Linked DNA regions of Ovis aries: region 1 is linked to region 2. Evidence: chromatin contacts called from public Hi-C data. All regions are on one chromosome and are shown on one strand. The core of a region is the stretch at or near the end of the contact, and the rest is flanking DNA. Distances in the headings are between cores, read along the strand shown. Region 1 holds the start of LOC101115106 (large ribosomal subunit protein uL23-like). Region 2 has its middle 29 kb from the start of AFTPH.

What was found. A called contact is a pair of places that touch in the nucleus more often than the background predicts.
Region 1: a Hi-C map of mesenteric adipose tissue shows a contact between it and region 2, with 4 times the contacts expected there. The contact joins the promoter of LOC101115106 here to the enhancer-like site in region 2. A contact is called at or near these places in 7 of 16 Hi-C or Micro-C datasets (blood, hypothalamus, liver and 4 more).

What each region holds. Positions count from the first base shown.
Region 1 is chr3:44,222,116-44,228,471 of ARS-UI_Ramb_v3.0, reverse strand. LOC101115106 (large ribosomal subunit protein uL23-like) reads left to right here and starts at 3,602. Exons shown (of 1, transcript XM_042245993.2): 1 at 3,602-6,356. The coding sequence starts at 3,610. The coding sequence ends at 4,086.
Region 2 is chr3:43,818,668-43,825,388 of ARS-UI_Ramb_v3.0, reverse strand. No RefSeq gene overlaps it. Among named protein-coding and RNA genes, the nearest start is that of AFTPH, 29 kb to the right of the region's middle. Within about 2 kb of position 2,793, at least 30 of the 54 cell types and tissues checked have an H3K27ac peak or open chromatin away from gene starts, as enhancers often do. A contact at or near this core is called in hypothalamus, where this site is marked.

The sequences.
Region 1 (6,356 bases), core at 2,353-4,852, 400 kb before region 2:
CTAGGGAAGAGCTCTGCAAGCAAAGAAACAGTAAGTGCAAAGGACCTGGGGTCGAAACAAACCTGGTGTATTTGAGGCCAGAAAGGTGGCCTGGAGCAGAGTAAGAGGGAAGGCCTGGAAGAGAGGAGATGAGGCTGAAGAGGAAGGCAGAGTCAGGTCAAAGAGTGATAGGAAGCTACTGGAGGATTTAAAGCAGGGAAGCTGGGAAGTGATGATTTATATTTAATTAAGGATCTAACATATTTTAAAAAGAAAAGTCTGGCTTTGTGGAGAATAGATTGTAGAAGGTCAAACACAAAATTGGGGAGTCCAGGGAGGAGACGATGGCAGAGGTCCAGTGACAGATGCTGGTGGCGGCTGGGAGGAGGGTTTCAGCAGCAAGGCCGCTACTGGCCCACACATTGCTTTTGTGACAATTAGAAAAAGTCTCCCATTCCCTTTGGTGGTTCTGAATAGGAGATGAATTATATACGGAGTGCAAAGGAAAGAGAAGAGTCCAGAATGACTCAGGCTCACACTGCCTAACTGGGTGGAAACCGGTAGAATCAGGAGTTCAGTTTTGTTTATGCTCACTTTGAGGACCATGAAGTTTTTGTATGAAATTAGTGTACCCTAATCGCAACTGAAAACTTAGTAACTTTTACCACCCTGACACTGGCTTTCCCCTCAGCCCTGGGAACCTTATGCTGATATCATGGAGATAACATTTGTGAGATATTCTCCCAGCGTGTTTGCTTTCTCAGTAAACCCTGGCTCTATGGCTCCTCCACCCAGTGAGTCAAGGACATGCTTTGAGTCACGGGGAGGAAGGAACCCAGCCAAGAATGGGTAAGTCATCATTTAGCTTTGAGTTTCAAAATAGGATTGAAAAAAAGTCATAGCAAGACAATAGATTGAAATTAAGTGCTTCTGATTTGTAAAAGCCAGACTTTGCTGAAAGAAAAAAAAAAATATGTTTGTATACACAGATGAGGCAGAGCTTGGAGAACTGCCCCTGAGCAGGTCACAGACGGTGCCAGGAAGAAACACAGGATGTGACGTCAGAGCCATTTTCCCATGACTGGAAGAGAAAAGTTTAAGCAGCTTGCAGGAAGCTATGAGAGTCAGAGGTTATGAGCACAGGGTTGCCCCAGATGAGGGGTGACCGGAGCCCTAAGGCAGGAGAGCTGCTGGCTTTCCCTTTGGAACTGGGCCAACTACAGAGAAGAAGAAATGCGACGGTTGGGTAATGAGAGGCCTTGAGAAGTGCTCCCCGTTTCCCGGCCTGTGTGCAGTCTACAGCAGATCCCCTGGGAGGACAGTGAAGGCTGAAAGGATGAATGGGGCTGTAATGGGCCTGGCCTTGGGCCAAGAAGGTAAAGGTATGTGACCTTTACCACTGATGATCACGGTGGAGACTGTGGCTGTCAGGAGCTGGAATGAACACAGCCCAAAGGCCAGAGAGAACAATTTCCTCACCATGCTCTCTTCCCTTGTATCTCCCCTGTAGCATGCCTTCCACCTGGGCAACCATTTGGGAAAGGGAATGGGGAGAGGAGAACCCTAGGATGAGGGAGAAACCCTGAAAGGTGCAGTGATTTCCCAAAAGAGACTGTTTTGAGCCTAAAAGTGTGCATGCTAAGTCACTTCATTCATGTCTGACTCTGTGACCCTACGGACTGTAGCCCACCAGACTCCTCTGTCCTTGGGATTCTCCCAGCAAGAATATTGGAGTGGGTAGCCATGCCCTCCTCCAGGGCATCTTCCCGGCTCAGGGATCAAACCCATGTCTCTTATCTCCTGCCTTGGCAAGTGGGTTCCTTACTACTAGTGCTACCTGAGAAGCCCAAATCTAAAAGAGGCTTCTTTAATCAGCAAGGTCAAGTGTTTTCCACCTGCATCAGCAATGGGGGCTTTTTAGCAAGAAGTCATGATATACAATAAAGTTACCATATGTATTTTTGTAAATCTGATTTATTAAGCGTATCCATTACAAGGCTGCTACCTTAGGAAGGTATCTTTACTGAATGAAGACAATTTAGCTTATGTACCTCAGCTTATAATGGGGGTGGGGTGGGGAGCAGAGAGGGCAGGGATTGATTTTGTCAGTATTGGTTGCCTCCAGAGACGGTAGCTGGGGGACAGAGAAGAGAGAGATTTATTTTTCACTGTACACCTTTTGTAACTTTTGCATTTGTACCACGTTTAAGCATTAACTATTCAAAAAATAAAGTAAAATGGGAAAAATAAAAGCTTTTGAAATGAAAAAAAATGTAGATGCACAGAATCTAACATTCAGTGCTTGACAATTAACAGTCAGTACTTTTTATCTCACCAGGAATCTTTGGGCCACTCCTCCTTGGTGCACCCTGGGGTTGTTACTTTCATTTGTGCTTGTGTTGTCTTTGTAAGCTATCTTGCCCCTCCATCTAGCCCATGACCCATCTGTGTTTTCGTACCCCAAACACAGTACCGCACATCCTGTAGGCAGACCATCCACTGTCTGGGGGAAAACAATCCCACTGACCAGTCAGTTTTGCCTGCCGTCCTGGATTGAGGTGTGGAATGGATTGATGAGGGCTGGAACTGGTTATTTCAGACTGGCATCAAGTAGGAATGGGGACTCAGTGGAAAGGATTTGAGTACTGGAGTCAGACTCACTAGGACTTACCTCTGCCAGCTACTGACTCATGGCCTTGGGTGAGTCTTCAGTTTCTTCTAAACATTAGAGTTAATACAAACCTCACTGGGTTATCCTAGTACAATGCTAGAGCTGTTCTGATTACCCTTGACCCCCAGTCCAAGAAAAGACAGGAGATTAATTTTTATAAAATCTTATGTCCAGCCAAACTCAGGGTACCCATTCTCCGTTTTCCTTGGTTTCTTCTCAAGACAGTCATCTACCTCATCTTTTACTCTCATTCACAACTTTCCTAGACTTTTACTACCTTGGCCCAATCTTCCTTTGCTTCTCTTTTCTATTAATGTATTTTCACTTGCAAGTAACAGGTAACTCAAGTCTAACCAATTTGAACAATAAGGGTATTTTCTGACTCAAGGGACTGAACATCAGCTGTGGAAAAGGCCTTGAGTTGGTTGCATTTCAGAATTACTACTACTACTAAGTCGCTTCAGTCGTGTCCGACTCTGTGCGACCCCACAGATGGCAGCCCACCAGGCTCCCCCATCCCTGGGATTCTCCAGGCAAGAACACTGGAGTGGGTTGCCATTTCCTTCTCCGAATTACTAAGGCCTCTGTTTCTTTCTGTCTCTCCTGTACCACCCTCAACATCAGCTTCATTCTAGGACTGATTCCCCTAGCAGTTATGGGCTGGATGTTAGCAGCAATTGGGCCTACAAATGTCATTATGTCCAGAGGAGCTGAGAGGAAGTGAGTCTATAAGCATCAAACAAAAGTCTTAACATTCTGTGAACTGGAATAGAATGAACCAACCATGGTGACTAGGAGACTGCCATGCGCTAATGCACTAAGGTCTAAATTAGGTTGTTAGGTGTCCAGTGATTTACGATGTCTATCATCTTCGTGAATTGTATGTTTTAGCATTAAAAATACTCATCTTTGTTTCATCTAAAAATAATTAATTAAAAAAATAGGGAGGTAGCCTTTTCATGAAGATGGCGCTGAAGGCAAAGAAGGAAGCCCCTGCCCCTCCTAACGCTGAAGCCAAAGCAAAAGCTTTGAAGGCCAAGAAAGCAGTGTTGAAAGGTATCCACAGCCACAAGAAAAAGACGATCTGGACGTCACCCACCTTCCGGCGGCCCAAAACACTGCGGCTCAGGAGGCAGCCCAAATATCCTTGGAAGAGCACCCCTAGGAGAAACAAACTTGACCACTATGCTATCATCAAATTCCCCCTCACCACCGAGTCAGCCATGAAGAAAATAGAAGACAACAACACACTGGTGTTCATTGTGGATGTCAAGGCCAACAAACACCAAATCAAACAGGCTGTGAAGAAGCTCTATGACATTGACGTGGCCAAGGTCAATACTCTGATCAGGCCTGATGGAGAGAAGAAGGCGTATGTTCGACTGGCTCCTGACTATGATGCTTTGGATGTTGCCAACAAAATTGCGATCATCTAAACTGAGTCCAGCTGGCTAATTTCAAATATAAAAGTTTTCACTATTAAAAAAAAAAGGGAGGTAGACATAGATTTGAGATAGAAGATGACAATAGTGGGTTTAAGCAAGATACTAGCTGCTGACTTTGAAGATGGATGAAGAGGCCATGAGCTAAGGAACACAGGAGGGCAGCTCTAGAAGCTGGAAAAGGCCAGGAAAGGGGCATAAGTTGCAAACAATAACTGCATCCCTAGTAAATGTGCAGTCCGATGGGGTTATGACAAACATGTATGTCCCTGTAGCCACCACCCAATCAAGATACATCACCTCAAAAGGTTCTCTTGTGGGGATGTGGGAGAAATGGATTGGGAGTTTGAGATTAGCAGATGCACACTATTATACATAGAATGGATAAACAAAAAGTTCTGACTGTATAGCACAGGGGACTATATTCAATATCCTATGATAAACCATAATGGAAAAATAGGAAAAAGAATGTTCATATATATGTACAACTGAACCACTTTGCTGTACAGCAGAAACTAACACAAAGTTGTAAATCAACTAAACTTCAAAAAAACAATTTTTTTAAAAAAAGGTTAAAAAAACTGTCCACTCTTGAGCCAGTCACAGCAGCAAGGCAGACGGGATTACCATGATTAATTTATATCAGTTGTTCTCAACTGTGAGTGGTAACACCTCCTTCAGATTATTGAGGCATGTTATGACTAGGAGGTCACTGGCATTTAGTGGGTGGGAGTCAGGAGCTTTTACTGTCTTGCAAAGTACAGGACAGCTCTGTACAATGAAGAACTGGCCTGCCCCAAATGCCAATAGTGTCCCTGTCAAGAAATACTGGCTTCAGAACGAGGGCACATCCCCCTGAACCTGGGAGTTTATTTTCCTTTAAAGTACAGAAGTCACACTAGGGTGAATAGATACCTGAACCAAAACAACCGGATCACTGAGTTCCTCCCTTATCTTGATTGGCTCCCTTCTGTCTCCTTAAATTCCTCTTGACAGCATCATTTACTTCCTAGCTCCGTTCTATTGTGCCTACCCAGATAAACCCAGCAAGTCTTGGTATCTCCCAAGGTCTGGGCTCAAATTGTTTAATTTAAAATGTAACAGGTCACATGGTCATCCATGAGAGAGGCTAAAATTTTCATCCTCCTTGCAGCTAGATGTGACGTGTGACCAAGCTGTGGTCAATGGATTTAGGTAGAAGTGGCATATGCCCTTCTGGGCCTTCCTTTCGTCCTGCTGGCTGCAATGCACACGAAATGGATGGACATGGAGGAACCACATTAGACCACGACAGGGAAGCTAAATGCTGAGGATGGCAAAGTAAGGAGATCAAAGGAATTTTGACTCTTGACACATTGGTCTACCTGGATTTTTACATAAGAGGGTAATCAACTTCTTTCATGCTTGTGTGCATACCAAGTCACTTCAGTCATGTCCAGGTCTTTCCAACGCTATGGACTGTAGCCTGCCAGGCTCCTCTCCCATGGGGTTCTCCAAGCAAGAATGCTGTAGTGGGTGGGTTGCTATGCTCTTCTCCAGGGGACCTTCCCTATCCTTGGATTGAACCTGCATCTCTTATATCTCCTGCATTGGCAGGTGGGTTCTTACCACTAGCGCCACCTGGGAAGCCCTCTTTTATGCTTAAGAAACTGTTATTTGGGTTTCCTGTCACTTGGAACCAACATAACTACATAACAGTATCAGATCCATCTAACTTTCTCCCCAGAGCAATTTTGGGGGTTCAAATGCTGATGGTCAAGTCACATGACTAAGCAGATTGCTGCTAATATCTAGTATATTCTATACCCTTACTTGGTCCTTAGTGCTGCCCAGCAGTGTCTCTATTCTCTCCAGTAGCTACTTCAAACCTCATTCATGCTCCTCCAATTTCCATTCTTCCTTCTCCCACTTTCCTCTCTCATTTCAGAAGGAAGATGTAAGAAATCATTAGATAGAACTTCTGTCAATTGCCTACCTCCAACATTATTTATCATTGGAAGGACTGATGCTGAAGCTCCAATACTTTGGCCACCTGATGTGAAGAACTGACTCATCAGAACAGACCCTGATGCTGGGAAAGATTGAGGGCAGGAGAAGGAGACGACAGAGGATGAGATGGTTGGATGGCATCACCGACTCAGTGGACACCAGTTTGGGCAAGCTCCGGGAGTTGGTGATGGACAGGGAAGCCTGGCATGCTGCAGTCCATGGGGTCGCAAAGAGTTGGACACGACTGAGCAACTGAACTGAATTGAATATTGTTT
Region 2 (6,721 bases), core at 1,544-4,043:
TAATTCCTCACAACTGGCAGTCCAACCCGTCAGTAACCAGCGTGGAGCCCAGTGTTAATGGGTGCGGTGCTGCTGGTTTGGAAGCTGACCAGAGACGGCAAGTAAACATGACGGTTGCCTGGGTGTACAAACACCAAACCAGCTTCTCACGGCCTCATCCCTGGGACAGTCCAGTCGCCGCATCCGTGACACCCACATGTGCCTACTTGTCAGCTCCTGTCAAGTGCAGCAGCAAGGGCCAGTCACCCTCAAAATGCAGATATTAAGGACAAAAACACAAGAACAGCAGTTTTTATAAGAAGCCAATGTGTTTCTATGGGTGTGTTCAGAAAAAGTGGTCATTTTCTAAGGGCAGGGGTATATGATAAGGGCCTGTGTTAAAAAGAGGAAATATTTCTCTCCTTCTAAGACCACATTCTTTTTTCCAGCTAGAGGCCAGGCAAGACTAGCAGGTTAGAACTGTGCACTCACCCAACTGATGACAGAAAGATACTCTGGGGGGTTGGTCTTCTAGTTTATACAGCACTTATTTCTCTTTTGTGTAGATGTCAGGGAAGCAGTGCAAAGTGTTTTTGGAATCTATAAGTAGTGTGGAAAAGGAAATGGGAAGCATGCCTGGCTCCTGTGGCATGAATAATGGAATAAAAAATTTTAAAAACAATGTTTATTCCCTTGTACTCATTGGAATTCAACTCCAGGGCATATAGTAGGGTTTACAGGATTACAGTGGGTGGTCTCCCTCATGACAGGAATTCAATAAAACTCTTACCAATTCTTCTTCCCCATCTGTTAGTTTCTCTTCATTCACTCACTCATTTATCTATACCCTGTCTGGTTCCTGGTTCTGGAAATGAATGCAGCCACATATTCTATAGGCTTGGGGTGCTACGCATGGGGAGCTACGCATGGTTTTTAAGCGGGGGAACTCCACGATCAAATAAGACTTTTAGAGCATCTAGCATCTAGAATCAGTGCTGAGGATGAGAATAGAGGCCAGTAGCCATCCAGGTGAGTCCTAACTCGTGGCTGTGGAGAAGAGAGGATAATCAGAATTTCTTGGCTTGGCCAGAATGTGGATAGTGGAGAAATAGCAAAAACTAACTAGAAAGTTTCTTGTTTAGGTGATTTTGTGAATGATGACACTACCAAAAAAGACTGACAATACAGAGGAGGAGAATTTTGGAGAAGGGAAGATGGAAAGCATGAGGAACCACCTTAGTGAAAAGTGCCCTGTAATGATGTCCCACTACCAGTGAAGGGGACAGATAATGTTGCTAAGGAGGGTCATGTGTTGTTCCAATGGTCAATTGTGGGTTGACCTACAGCTGCACCATGTTGGGTTGCTCTGTCTCACATCCACAGCTGGTCTTACATGCTGATTGTGCCCCATGACATGACCACTATGGCCACTAAAGGAACTTTGAGAGTGTGGGAATGGGGTAGCACAAGCCTAGGAGCACCCTTAGAGACCACCCAGAAGGCCTCTATCTTTACTGATAGTGGGGCTGGTGTGTACCACTTTCACACATAAATATCTTGAGCTTGGACAGAAATCCACAGGTAGTGGAAAACTGAGTACACCAGAGGAGATAATCAGACTGTTATGATAGTCCTCAGGCTCTGCCCTGAATCTCTGCCCAAATTTGACCTCCTAACCTGAGGGATGAAGTATACTTAGTCGCTCAGTCAGTTCTCTTTTCAACCCCATGGACAGTAGTTTGCCAGGCTCCTCTGTCCAAGAGATTTCCCAGGCAAGAATACTGGAGTGAGTAGCCATTCCCTGTGCCGGTGGATCTTTCTGATCCAGGGATTGGAAGGCGGATTCTTTACTGTCTGAGCTACCAGGGAAGCCTGGAGGGGAAAGAAGAATTATTTCCAAGAACCCTAGTCTTCTGTCTTGACTCCCAAAGCACCTTCTCCTCATCTGAGTACCTCTGCTGCTCCTCCCACGTCCCCATAAAGCCTTTCTTTTCCATATTGGGCAAGTCTATGAGCTGAGCAGCTTCCTGGGTGAGAGAGAAGTTATCTATTGGAGCAGCTCGTACTGCATAAGCTGTCTGTTTCTGTTGCACATATAGAAGGCAGCTTGGAGGTTTTCTTTGTGTTTTTTGTCTTGTATTGCTTATTTATTTTCACTTTGTTTTAAATAAAAGTTTTAGGCTTCTCAGTATAACGGGCTTTAATAATTTTAAGAACAGATGACTGGGAAATATCTTGCACAAGGCTAAGACCCCCCCCCCCCAAGGAGCAAATGTGAAGGCGACCCCTGCTGGCTGGTTTTGCTCCTGCAGCCCTCTGCCCATCTGAACACGTTAGCTTTTGGGAAGGCCTGTGCAGTTTCACAGGGGAGAATCACCTAGCACCAGAAGATACTTTTGCTTTCCGAAACAATGGTCAGTGCCCCTGTAGACTGACCATGTGTAAAACTCATTCCATCACTCTCTGCCCTTCTCTTTCATCGGCTCTTGCACAAATATTCAGGGTCTTAATTTGTTCGTCCGTGGAACATTTCCGGGGCCCTGAGGCAAAGCCCGCACTTCGCCAGCAGTGGGAGCCTTCAGGCGAAAGAACACGCTTCCTACCCGGGAGTCCAGCATTAGCAGAGTTGGTCTCTTTCAGTAGTAACAGCCCAGCTATCCAGGCTGAGAACACTCAGTCTACAAGGGTTCCTCAGACCCGAGAGGTAGGTTTACATCTACCTAGAATTTTTCAGGAAACTGGAGTATTTATTTTATCATGAGATAACTTAACCCGGTGCTTCCTCTAGGCTGAGGCAGATCCAGGCTGCCCCCTGCAGGTGGGAGGGAGAGGTAAGCATCCTGAGCGCGGCTGCCCAGGCGGCCTTTGCTCAACCCTCGTGACCTTCTTCTCAGCGGTTCCCCCACGCCCTGGGCGTTGCTCCATGTGATGCTCAATACGCGATCCCCAGACTAGCGGCAGGGGTGCACCTGGGAACTTGTTAGAAGTGTAAATTCTCAGGCCCCACCCCAGTCCTACTGAAAGGCAACTCTGAGGGTGGGGCCAGCAGCCCGCTTCAGCAAACCCTCCAGGGGATCCTGATGCACCTCAATTTTGAGAACCACTGGTCTGGAAAGAGCAGTGTAGCCACCTCTGGAGGCCCTACTAGACAGCCCAGCTACTTGAGACGTGGCCCATCCTGGCTCATGTCAGCCTCAGAACCACAGGATCTCAGAAGTGCCTATTGCAGAGCCCTTCCATTTACAAATAAGAACAGTGAGATACAAGGGTGTGAAATGAGAACAGTGAGGTACAAGGATGTGAGGGAATTCTCCCACAAACCTCGCAAATTACAGGAGAGGAAAAGGAATGCCAGGAAAAGTAACCCTCCCAGGGTTCCTCAGACCTACCTGGGTTTGGGGGCTCTGCCCATTCCTCTCTGCAGGTCTGGCTTTCCCATGCCTGTGCCAGGGCGACTCAGAGCTCTAGGCCTTGAGACAGAGCCCCTGGCCTTGCCTTCCTCTCTTCAGAGTGATGTCCCTTCAGTCTTCTCCTTTTTGATCACACTAAGTCCTGCCTGCCACTCAGAGATGAACAGAAAGGGCCCAGTTGTGAAAGGATCACAGCAGGATTTGGTTTTGTTTTTCATCAGTCTCCAGCATCTTAAAACAATTTGTCAATCAACGAGAGATAGGAAGTCACTAGAAAGACAGGAAACATTGGAGGATGGAAACACATCCTGTTCAGCCGCAGCTGTCTTTGTGGATGAGCGCCTGGGTCTTTCTGGCAGGCTGGGATGAAGCGGGTGCACTGCCTCCCTCTCCTCCCAGTGTTCAGATGCACGCTGATTTTCTAGAAGGGCTGGGGAGCTGGGGGGTGGGATGAGGGTGAGGGAGAGAAGAGAATAGCACCTAATAAAAAGCTATGTGTAGAAAGAATTTTCAAATGTCATCTAATATATTTGTTAACAAAATCAGAGGGGTTCGGTCCCCAAGGGGAGATTATACCATGAACATGCAGCTTTCTCTCAAAGACTGGAGAAGCAATCGGCCCCTTTTCTAAGCTCTGCACATAGCCACAGAGATCCCCTGACACTCCCCACTCGCATGGCCTTGGGGACAGGTCGAGCGTTCCTTCGTTTTAGAACATCACCATAATACATTTTCCACCCAGTACCCACTGGGCAGGGTGGGCAGTGGAGGAGACTTTAAACAAAGGAAAAGCTGTCCTTCTCCCCAGATTTGGAGGAGTCATTTTTGCAAGAGGCTTTAACTGAATGCTGCAGCTGAAACTACTGAGGAAGCACTGAGGGAAATCATCCAGTAACAGGAGGGCAATCCTTTTTCACATTTCAGTGAGGGCTCTACTCCCTTCAGCCCTCTTGGGAGGTGAGCTTTGTACAAGGCTGTTCCATTCAGAGGGACTTCAGCAGGTATTTGTAGCCTGGCTGGACTTTGGGACAGCAATTAAAAAAGGCGGAGGAGAGGATCTTGCAGTAAGAAAGGGAGCTCAGGGTATAAAAGGCATGTTCATTACCAACACACTTGCCTTACACACACACTCATACTCACACTCAAAGCTAATTCTGCTTTGGTTTCTGAATATTCTGTCTCTGCATTCCAAGAAAGTGTTAAGCTAATACTTATATTTCTTACCCTCAAGAGCACTTGCTAAGTGGAAAGTTGGTGTTTTCAGAAGATAAGCTGTTTTCCTGGCCTAAATGAAAGTTTTAATCTCATTGAGGATTTTCTATTCTTCTGGAAGTGGGCTGTGTTTAGCGGAGGGATGGGGCAGGAGCTGAAGCAAGAGGAAGATTCACACACTAGGGTCCTGGCATGAAAGATCTAAGAATGTCTAAATGCTGTGGAACAAGTGATCATGACTTTTTAGCAAGACATGGAACAAGAGAGGAAAAGACAAACAGTAGTTGGGGTGAGGAAGAAGGAAAATGTGTCCACAAAGATCATATTGTAGGACATATCTGGAGATACCAGAAGGAAAATACAGGCAGCTCTTCCAACAGGACCATGTGTTCAGAACACATAATCAGAACAACCAACCCCCCAAAAGAGGTGGAAGCAATAGACACTGTCATGTTGGAGGGGCGGTGGTGATCAGGCCAAGAGTGACATGTGGCTCCAGGGAACCAAGTTTGCCTACAGTCAAAAATGTTTGGGTTCCATAGATTGGTAGCCTTAAACGTACTAGAATTCTGAAGTGTTAAAATCCTAGAAGGAGCTTTGCTGCTTATGTAATCTGACCCCTTCCCTTTTTATAAGAAAAGAAGCTGAGACTCAGAAATGTGAAACAGCTTGGCCCAAATCACGTGAAACTTGTCAGGACTCTTTCACTCACAGTGACAGAAACCCAGCTCAAACCAAGTCAATATACAAAAGGGAATGTGTTAGCTGGTGTAACTATGGGGACCACAACTGGTCCCCATCGCAAGACTGAGACAGAAATTTGGATGTGAACAATTCTAGAATTTATAGCAGAGATAGTATGAGAAATAGACTTCTGTCACAGTCTTCTGTGAAGAGACAGGCAGGCAGGCAGATGTGGGGCTCACTGGAATTTATTAAACTTTTCTTAAAAACTCCTTGCGGTCTATTTCCCAGAACAAAATAAATCAAACATCTACTTTGTGAGAGGCAGGAAATTGCTTGCCACTCTAAATGGCACTTTCCTCCAAGGACTTCTCAGTAAGGGTCTAAAACAGAAGTTGTAAACTCATGAGCCATGCACTAGATCCGATCTCCAGCTGTGCGTTGTCTGACCCACATATTAGGATGTTTTTTAAAATTCATTTACTCAACAAATAAATGTTGAGCTCTCTAAGCACCAGGTACTATTCTAGGCACTTGGCACACAAAAGCGGACAAAACAAGACAAAAAAAAAAAATCCTTGCTCTCATATACTTTGATTGTAATGGTAGGAAATGAGCGTATCAATCACTAGGTTTTCAAATTATTTATTTGTGTGTGTTAGTTGCTCAATTGTGTCCAACTCTTTGTGACCCCATGGATTGGGGCCCACAAGGCTCCTCCATCCATAGGATTCTCCAGGCAAGAACACTGGAGTGGGATGCCATTCCCTTCTCCAATTATTTATTTAGAAGATAATAAATAATATGGAGAAAAAAAACAGGAAAAGAAGAGAAAATATAAGGCAGGAGGAAGAGGGTATTGTGCCTTAAAGAGGGTGGTTGGGAAAAGCTGAGAAGGTGACATTTGAGCAAAAACATGAAGAGAAGAAGAAAAAAGCCTTATGGATGCCTAGAGGAAGTACATTCCAGTAAGAAGTGCAAAAACTTTGAGGCAGAAACTTACCTATGATGTTTAGGAAACAGCAAAAATGTTTTTTGGTTTTTTAATCTATATGAGATGCCAACATTTTAAAAATTGGAAGATTTCACATCAACATCCAGATTCCCACTTTTTCTTGGAAAAAAAAAATCCAGGTAGGATCTGGCAATGTTGGCTCCAAATTCTCCCATAAGAGAATGAGCCAGATCTAAACAGCAGCTCTTCCCCTGTAATGGAACAAGCATTTCCAGCTTGGCGCAGTCCCCTCCCCACCCCAGTACCTCTCTTGGCTCTCCACTACTTCATTCATTTGGTCAAGTCCCTGCAGGCGTTTAAGCTCTTGCAGCTACATAGGCCAGGCTATGGTCTTAGGTAAAGCCCAGCAGCTCAGCGGCTTAATACAACAGAAGACTCATTTCCTGTTCACACAAAATCCAACAGGAGTGGGGTGATTCTT